Linked DNA regions of Sus scrofa: all the other regions are linked to region 1. The links are chromatin contacts, called in public HiChIP or PLAC-seq maps. All regions are on one chromosome and are shown on one strand. Each heading gives the region's core, a stretch centred on a gene start, on an enhancer-like site or on the middle of the called end of the contact. The rest is flanking DNA. Distances are from core to core; before and after follow the strand shown. Region 1 overlaps CUX1 (protein CASP). Region 2 overlaps CUX1 (protein CASP). Region 3 has its middle 38 kb from the start of MYL10.

Region 1 (2,972 bases), core at 339-2,838:
CATCTATATTTAAGCAGCAGCAGCACAAGTTATAAAAGGAGCCTTCAAGAAAGGGGGAAAAAAGCCAATATTGAAATATGACAAAAAAAGTCAAGTTGATGTTTGGTTCCAATCACACACAGATGCAGAAAACTTGGAGAAAAACAAAGAGCTTCCCACAAGGGCCCTACTTCCTGGGAGGGGGTGTCACCTAATCAGACGGCATCTGGTGACTTCTGCCGCCAGGGGCTAGATGCTGGGGGCACAGGGGAGACGATGGGGTCCCCACTGCCACCCCGCCTTCCCATCTAACTGGAAGAGCTTGGGGACCGTGGGGGAGCACTACAGGAGAAGCCCAAGAGCATGGAGTCTGTGGGTCCCTCTGGGACCCTCGGGTCCCCGTGTGCTCTTCTCGCTCTGAAGGTCCCAGCCCGGCCCGGCGGGGGCGGGGGGCGCTCTGTGGGCAGATCAGTCTGGAAGGCCAATGGCGGGGGCACAGGTCACTTGATGGAAGGTGAGCAAACCCACCTCCATCGCTGGGCCGCAGGGCCAGGGTGCCCGAGGTGACCCGCTGCCGGCAGTTCCCTACCCGTGCCGACACGGCAGACAGGCCTGCAGGAGGAACCACCGCGGCCACCACGGAAACAGACTGGCACAACGAGGATGAGAGTCTGAGCCTCCACTGCCCTGGGTCTGGCTGCTCAGAACAAGACTCAGTCTTCAACGGAGAGTCCACTAAACAAACGCCACCCAATCCCCTGGAGGACGCCGTCTAGGGCTCCGGGGACAACGCGAAGGGAGGAGACGGCTCTGAAACAAAAGCCAAACACTGTTTTCTTATCTATCCAGCCTGCCAATCCTCCAAGTGCCACATGTCATTACGACACGTTAAAAGGGAATTTAACGTTCCAGGGGAGGGGGCAGTGGGGGCCTAAAACTCAGAGGCCCCCAGTGGTCACACACACAAAGGAGCGTGAAGCATCCCTGCATTTGGAAGGCATTAAAAACTCTCTCACGCACGCACCCCCCAAAAAACCCCAAAACAAAACCAAACCCTAGAATGACCTGAAAGTCCAGCAATAACATATGGGCACATCCATTCAAGAACTATTTTGCAATAGTCAAAAAAAAAAAAAAAAAAGTACAGTCCTACTGCATGAGCTGGAATGATCTTTAAGATATGTAAGTGAAAAAAGCAGAGTGTAAAACAACGCTACACTGTTTAAAAGAGTATCTATACCGACGCTTGCGGAAGCTTGGGCTGTCTCCAGAAAGATACGGAGGACACTTGTAGCCGAGCTCCGCTCTGGGAGGAGCTGGGAGGCAGGGCCTCGACCCTCAGCATAGGTCTTTCTGCTCTTTTGCCACATGCATGAATTACCTAATTGGAAGAGCTGCAATATACATTAATTATACATATACACACACACATACCCACTGCTCATGTGAAAAATGCACATACACCTGGTTACAGAAATGTATCTCACATCCCACACGAGTGCGCGGTCTCCGCGTCCACCTGCCCGGGGACAGAGGCCTGGACAGATGACCCCCTGACTCAGGCTGGTGATTCAAAAAGTGAGGCAGGCACATCCGTTGTCAAAACAACAGCTGTTTCTTGCACAACACACTGCACACTGGCCAGTCTCAGGTTGTGTGAACGAGGAAGAGGTGGCCCGTCACCGAGAACACCACTCAGTCGAGCCCCAACCTTCTGAGGGCAGGGCGGGGGAGGGCGGCCCCCCACTGCTCAGAACTGGCCCCCTGCCGGAGAGGCCTGCCTGGCGGCCCCGGGTCCCAGCTGATGGCGAGTTGGCCACGGTGGCAGCAAACCCACGGCCTCTGAACCCCGGGGTTTCCAAGGAGACGGAAAAAGCCGGCGCCGGTACAGGCAAAGCATCGGGAAAGGACGGCACCTGGGCGCAGGAACTGTGGGGGCCTCTTTCAAAGTCAGGACGCGACAAGGTCCAGGGGAGGACCTCTGGCTGCGGACACCCCAGCCCATGAAACGGGGGAACTAAGTGCACAAGCGCTGCGGACGCTGCGATCTTGTTCTCCTCACTGCCTCAAATTTCTGGGATCTTATTCCTCCGTTTCCGACAGATCCTCCAGGGGCAAAGCTCCCAACCCTGGAGGTTTCTTTCTCCCCGAACTCCCGCCTCTCAGCCAAGTATTAAAGGCTTATTAAACACACACAAAAATAAAAAGCGACCATAGAGCTGCCTATTTAAAAGAAACTGTGGGTGAAATTTCTCCCAAAGAAAACACGTCTCTAACAACGTCAATGACCAGTTTGGAAGCGCTCACCTCCCAACTGAGTATGTCAGCTGTTTGCTTTAAACCAGGGCTTCGGTAAGATTCTGTCTCCTTGAGGCCTCAGGCCCGGCCTGCCAGTACTCTGGGCAGACACACCCGGGTCCCCTCTGCCCCAGCACCCCAGGCTGGCAGGGAGGACACCCTGGCCACCAGGCATCTGAGGGGTAAAGTATTGTCTTTTTACTGCCCCTAACTTTAATCCAAAGAATTGGTTCATGTGATGGTTCTTTAGGGCTTATCTGCCAACGAATCAACAGCAAATCCTACATGAGATTTATTTATCTTGTCTTTTTCGGGCCGCACCCAAGGCAAATGGAAGTCCCCAGGCTCGGGGGTGAATTGGAGCTGCAGCCGCCAACCTACACCCCAGCCACAGCCACAGCCACAGCCACAGCCATGCCGGATCCGAGCCACGTCTCTGACCTCACCACAGCTCACAGCAACGCCAGATCCTTAACCCACTGAGTGGGGCCAGGGATGGAACCCGAGTCCTCATGGATACCCGTCGGGTTCGTTACCGCTGCACCACAACAGGAATGCCCCCATCTAAGAATTTAAAGCGGCTGTATTAGGGGAAATGGCGAGCACTTGAGTGAAAAGGTAAAGGCCAGCCCAGTCTCTGCAGAAAGTCGTCCTTGGAGGGTGTCCTGTCTCGTTCCGGTAACAGAATCACAGGA
Region 2 (2,972 bases), core at 313-2,812, 170 kb before region 1:
TAATTAAATGGTTTTTCTCCTTGACCCACGGAAATGGTAACTACGCGGACAGCCACCAGCCTCTGTTTGGTTCTGGGTCTTAGGCTTTTACCACGCTCCTGGGTTCTATTTGCTCATGTTTTATTTAGTATTTTTATCCACAAATATTCATAAATGAGACTGGCCTCTAGTTTCTTTTGCCTTTGTCAGGTTACGTTCTACAAACGACTGTGAAAGTGTTTCCTTCTCTCCGTAGACACAGGGCGGGATCACAGATGCGGTGGCACTGCTCTAGAAAAACCCGGGCCCACATCCCACCTGTACAGGCTCACTGCGCTGCCTGGCAGGCGAGCCCCGCACTGTCTGTACCGGGCCTGGCTCCCCCCGGCCGCCTCCCACCACCTCCCTTCCCAGGTCTGCAGCCTCCCAGGCCGGGGGCAGGGTCAAGGCCAGTCCTGCCTCAGGTGGCAGGTGGTGGGTGGTGGTGGGTTCCGTGAGCTGCTTCTCGGCTCCCTCCCTCCTGGTTGAACTCAAAGCATCTTTTGGGCCAGGAACCCTGCAGGGAGCAGAGGACTCTCTCCCATAAACACCTCGGCTCCTTTCCCGGCTTGGATTCTCTCGATTTTCCAACCCGACAAAGAGGCCTAAGTGCAGAGCTGTCTCCCAGAGCTGGTGAGCTGGGGTCGAGCCCTGTCAGTCCACTAGTGACACGCATTCTGGGCAGATTTCCTTCTGGAGCTCAATCGACACACACTCTTATGGACTCTTTCGTCTTAGGCTGTTCCTTGAAACCACCGCACCTGTCCGCCTGGCTGTCCCCTCTACTGAGATCCCCATGGGGGCCACTGTCGCCAGCCAGGCCCCGGCTCTCTGAGAGTCCCGGGCCAGCCCTGCGCCCCGTCGTCCACTCATTTATTTTCACTGCCCCTTTTCTGCCTCCGAGTATCTTGCTCGGATGTTGATCACTTGTGGGTTCACAGCCACGATCGCGGAGAACCCGGCCTGCGCTCACTGAGTCCCGGCTGACCAGCCACACAGACCTGCGACGCCGCGCTCAGGTGCTGCGCGAGGCGGGCAGCGGCTCACTGGCTGGTATTTTAAAGAGCGGAAAGTGCTGGACTGTTTGGCCAAATTGTAAATATGACTTTGAAGGAAAAAGTTTGTAAGTTGTTTTGGCAGCAGGGAAATAATTCGCTTTTCTTACCCCTTTTCATAGCCTTTGGACAGAAGGCAACAACCCCCCTGGAAGAAAAAGTATGTGCCAACCACAAGCTCTTGGACTGCACGCCGCTCAGCCCGGATCCCCGCTTCTCCCCCTGTGCCTGATGCCTGTCAGGGACCCAACACCGAGGGCAGGAAGGGAGGGAAGGAGAAGGTGTCTTCTGCGGAAGGGTTTTCCTGACAATCCCAGCCGCAGGGTCGGTCCCCTCACTGCCCACCCGGGTTAAGCCACCTCTGCTTTCGGGGGAGGCCGCCGGGCACCCTTCCAAGTCCCCGATCGGATGTGTCACCCCAGAGCAGCCCCACCCTGTCCAATCAAATCGAGAGACAGCTGCGGCGCTGGACTGCTACATCGGCCCCCCTGGACATAGTGGTTTTCACTCTTGTTGGAAAGGAAACTGTATGGAGAGACAGTTAAGTGGCCAGAAGGTCACCTCTGCCTGCTCAGAAATTAACCACAATTTGTTCCCTTTTATGACCACTATGTTTAAATTTAAATGATACAAGTAACCATTAAAATCAATTTTAGTTAAGGCTCATCAATCCCAAATGGGAAGAAAATTTCCCGTCTTGCCTCACTATTTAACTGACTTGTTTACATGAAATAAGTGAAATAAAATCCTCCTTTAGTTTAATCTGCGTCTGGCTGACAGATCAAGGGGCCCGCGACAGCCCACCCGGGGCATGTCCCACCTGCGCCAAGCCAGTGGGGCAGCTCTGCCAGGTGGGTCACTCCCCAGAGGGCGACCCTCAGTGTGATCAGAAACAGCCACCACCGTCACTCAGGCGTCAGTCCTCTCTGGGCAGGGACGCGGGACAGCTGTGGCTGGAGAATTAATTTACGAGGCAGCTGCTCCCGAGATCACTGAAGCCTTTGGGATCAAGGTCCTGATTCATCCGTGGATGCTTCTCGCCATTTCTCTAACGTTCTCCAGAACTGTTGCTTCTAAAGCAATGGGGGGAGCAGGCTGGATGTGAAAATCCCTTTCCCTCCCGAAATCAAGTGCCACGGGGTCATAAGCAGGATGCAGTGACGGGAGGTGAAACTAGGGGAACTGTAGGCTAGAGCCACCAGCGTAGGGCTGGCAGGGCAAAGGGGGCCCGATTCTTCGCCTGCCTTCTGGTCCTTTGACCTTGGGCCGAGCGTGGCGCGTGACAGCCTCAAAGAAACTGCCACGAGGATGACGTAACAAAACCGTAGACCACAACGACCGCACGCATTTCGTTCTCACGGCTGTGAATGGAAAGCAGGCTCTTTCCCTTCTGGGCAGAGTTAATTTTCACCCCCGAGGCCCCTAGAAGGTCATCACAACCACCGATGGAGCGGGCGCGGCTCCAGATCTCCGGGCAGAATCGGATCAAGCCTCTAGGTTCCGCTACGAACGGCCAGGAACGAGAGGACAGAGGAACAGGCCCAACTGCATCTGGAGAGGGTGACGGCAAGATCTAAAAGGGGGGGGAAACTCTTCAGGACAAATGAGCTGCTTTCCTTCCAAACAGACTGAAGGGAAAGGAAAAAGAGACAGCGGGGGATCTGCAGAGTGAATGAGACTCAGAGGCAGGCCAACCAACCGCAAGGCGGGGGTCTTATTTGGCCTGATGCACCCCCATTTTAAAACACCTCATCTGGGATGTTTAGGGGTAAATCAACATTTAAGTATTGATTTTTTGATGTGATAATCGAATGGTGGCTGCATGAAAGATGTAGCATCCTGGAGTTCTTGTCGTGGCACAGTAGAAATGCATCCAACTAGGAACCATGAGGTTGCGGG
Region 3 (2,972 bases), core at 211-2,710, 150 kb after region 1:
CTGGCAGCATGCACGTCAGCTGGAGCCATTCTCTTCTCATCTGTTTTACAGCCCGGGGTTCTGCCTACGATTTCTCGTGTAAAGCACGTTTGATGGCTGAAACAGAATGAAAAGCCACTGATCTTGTCCAGGGGAGTAGGTACTGGCTTTCTCCCTGCAGGCCTCCCTGCCAGCCACTTGCTTGAGGTGTGGGCCGGACCAGCCAGCACACATGGATCACGTGGCCACGAGTGGGGGCGAGTCAGATGGGTGGGAGGCAGCTACCGTGGCTGTGGACCTGGGGGCAGTCAGATCCCGCGATGGGGCAGCAAGGCCACTGTGGCACAGAAAGTGCGTGGACTCGTCAGGGCTTGGCCACAGCTGTCACTTAGCAAACACTGCTAAATGGAAAAGAGCAAAGCTGGCCGCGCTTAAATGCATGCCTTAAAAGTGTTGGAAGAGTTCCCTGGTGGTGCCGTGGGTTAAGGATCTGGCATTGGCACTGCCGCAGCTCCAGTCCCTGCTGCGGCGCAGGTTGGATCCTTGGCCGGGCACTTCTGCATTTTCCTTGAGCAGGTTGAGCATCTCTGTCATGACCCTGCTTAGAGCTTAGAAAAGCCTTTTTTTTTTTTCTTTAAGTGTTCAAAGGCCAGCTTTCGCTGAACCCATGTCCAAATTAGGCCAACTCCATGCTGGGGGCTGCCTGAGTTCAGGAGAGCCCTGCCTTCCAACCTCGCGGATTGATCAGCTCTGCAGTTCCTTGGGGCAGAATGAACAGATGCTCCATGGCTTGGGTCTGCTGCTGTGTCTCCCTCCCCTTCCCCTCCACTGTCGAACCTCAGAAACCATGTCCCCCTTGTGTTTGATGGTCCCCCTGAGGCCGGGAGGTGACTCTGTTAAAGTATTTAAAAAGAGGCAGAGGCAGAGATGGAGAGAAAGAAGGAAGGAGAGGAAGAAGGAGTAAGTGGTGTCTGCCGCTTTCTGTGGTGTAAATTCTCCCGCCGTGGCCGGGGGCACCCGATCCCTCTCCAGGGGTGGGTAAGTAGCCTCCACATGTCACTACTCAGAGCCTACCCGCCCCGGCCTGTCATTCTATTGATGACACTCCAAGCAGAGCCCAGGACATGTAAATTGGGGCTGCTGCTCTGGAGAATAGTACGAAGGTTCCTCAAAAACCTAAAGACAGAGTTGCCGTATGATCCAGCAATCCTGCTCCGGCTTCGATGTTGGTTCTGGGATCCCTGGGGACCACCGGGGCTGGCTTGGCCTGAACCAGCCCAGCCTACCCCTCCGTGCTCAGGGCATTAGCCCTGTGACTGGACGGCAGGGCTTTTTTGGTTATACAAGGTGGGGGATGATGTGTTCGGGGGTGACAGAGGCTTGGGGCTCAGTGCAGGCATCCCCCCAGAGCCACCCTCTCCCCGCCGTGTTCTGCCTCACCCCGCCTCTTCAGTGACGATGCATGTTGTAATTTCATCCTTTCGGTCTTCCTCTTTTTTTTAAAGCTGCGTGGTACATGGAGGTTCCCAGGCCAGAGATCAAACCGGAGCTGCAGCTGCTGGCCTACGCTAGAGCCATAACAACACCAGATCTGAGCCTCATCTGAGACCTACATCAAAGCTTGGGGCAACACAGGATCCTTAACCCACTGAGTGAGGCCAGGGATCAAACCCGCTTAATCACAGAGACTAGTTGGGTATTTAACTGGCTGAGCCACAACGGAAACACCTGGTCTTCCTTTTTTTGTTTTCCTTTTAGGGCTGCACCCCGGGCATATGGAGGTTCCCAGGCTAGGGGTCAAATTGGAGCTGCAGCTGCCAGCCTCCACCACAGCCACAGCCACGTGGGATCCAAGCCATGTCTTCAACCTACCCCACAGCTCATGGCAATGCTGGATCCTTAACCCACTGAGTGGGGCCAGGGATCGAATCCAAATCCTCATGGATATTGTTTGGGTTCATTCGTTATCTCTGAGCCACAACAGGAACTCCCCTGGTCTTCCTTTTTTTAAAAAAAAAAGAAAATTAATATTTTGCTTTGGTTGTGTCTAGTCTCTGCTCTGGTTTGCTGCTTGACTGTGTTGGTCCCTGGGCCCCTCTGAGCCACAGTCTCATCCCCTACCCAGTCTTAGTCACCTTGCGCCCGTGTAACAAAGTGGACCATAGACGACGGGGCTTAAATAACAGAGTTTTTTTCCTCACGGTTCTGGAGGTTGGGGTCTGAAGGCCTCCTCTATGTCTCTGGAAGCTGAAGGGGGGCAGGGATTGGGCTGATTTTGCCAAAGAGGGACCACGCTCTTCCTTGGGATGTGGGCAGCTGTTTATCAGATGCTTCTGAGCTGCAGCCTGAGCCACGGTGAGGCGCGAGGACCCCGGCATCAAGAGGGCAAAGGAGACATAAAGTTTAATCCCTAAGCCACTGTCCCTTGCGGAGCACCAAGTCCGTGCCATGCCCGATGCCAGGAGTCCTCCGTGCCCACCTCATTTTTACTCCGTGAGCTGGGATCGATCCCACTTTCTAGGTAAAAAACTCAGAGAGAAGAAAGGACCTGCGGGGGGTGGGGGCTGGCCGCCACCCCGACTCGCAGCTTCTTGTCCCTCACCTATTTATCCGCCTCGGCACCACCGCCTAGAAGCAGGTGCCTTAGAGAAGCCGGCCAGGCCCCTGGAACCAAGTGAGCAGCCCAGGAGTCAAGTGCCGAGGTAGTAGAGAAAGCCTGGAGCCCGGAGCCTGGAGGAGAGCTTGGGCCGGGGTCAGGGGCATGAGCACCCGAGGCAGGGGGATCTGGTGGTTGAGCCGCCTGGGAGAGGTTGACCGGGCACCAGGCTCTGAGGTCCTCCTTGCGCGGACCGGCCCGTCCAGCCCGATCCTCGTTAGCGTGGCGCCACCTAGCGGCGCCATGGGGAGGCGACTGCGCCCTTCTTTCTTGGCACTCTGGGTGCTGCTTTCCTCTGGCCTCGGAGCCCCCACGAACAGGGTGGAGAGGGAGACCA

What was found. HiChIP or PLAC-seq counts read pairs in DNA pulled down with a chosen protein or histone mark.
Region 2: a contact with region 1 is called in an H3K27ac HiChIP or PLAC-seq map of skeletal muscle. The contact joins two enhancer-like sites. A contact is called at or near these places in 1 of 47 Hi-C or Micro-C datasets (skeletal muscle) and 2 of 2 datasets of contacts at active chromatin or transcription factors (alveolar macrophages and skeletal muscle).
Region 3: an H3K27ac HiChIP or PLAC-seq map of alveolar macrophages shows a contact between it and region 1. The contact joins two enhancer-like sites. A contact is called at or near these places in 1 of 47 Hi-C or Micro-C datasets (alveolar macrophages) and 1 of 2 datasets of contacts at active chromatin or transcription factors (alveolar macrophages).

What each region holds. Positions count from the first base shown.
Region 1 is chr3:9,388,402-9,391,373 of Sscrofa11.1, reverse strand. All of the region lies in intron 1 of CUX1 (protein CASP), which reads right to left. Among named protein-coding and RNA genes, the nearest start is that of CUX1, 73 kb to the right of the region's middle. Within about 2 kb of position 1,588, at least 15 of the 83 cell types and tissues checked have an H3K27ac peak or open chromatin away from gene starts, as enhancers often do. A contact at or near this core is called in alveolar macrophages and skeletal muscle, where this site is marked.
Region 2 is chr3:9,561,536-9,564,507 of Sscrofa11.1, reverse strand. All of the region lies in intron 8 of CUX1 (protein CASP), which reads right to left. It overlaps LOC110259890 (a long non-coding RNA gene), which reads left to right. Exons shown (of 2, transcript XR_002342308.1): 2 at 1-2,972. Among named protein-coding and RNA genes, the nearest start is that of SH2B2, 110 kb to the left of the region's middle. Within about 2 kb of position 1,562, at least 2 of the 83 cell types and tissues checked have an H3K27ac peak or open chromatin away from gene starts, as enhancers often do. A contact at or near this core is called in skeletal muscle, where this site is marked.
Region 3 is chr3:9,234,754-9,237,725 of Sscrofa11.1, reverse strand. No RefSeq gene overlaps it. Among named protein-coding and RNA genes, the nearest start is that of MYL10, 38 kb to the right of the region's middle. Within about 2 kb of position 1,460, at least 3 of the 83 cell types and tissues checked have an H3K27ac peak or open chromatin away from gene starts, as enhancers often do. A contact at or near this core is called in alveolar macrophages, where this site is marked.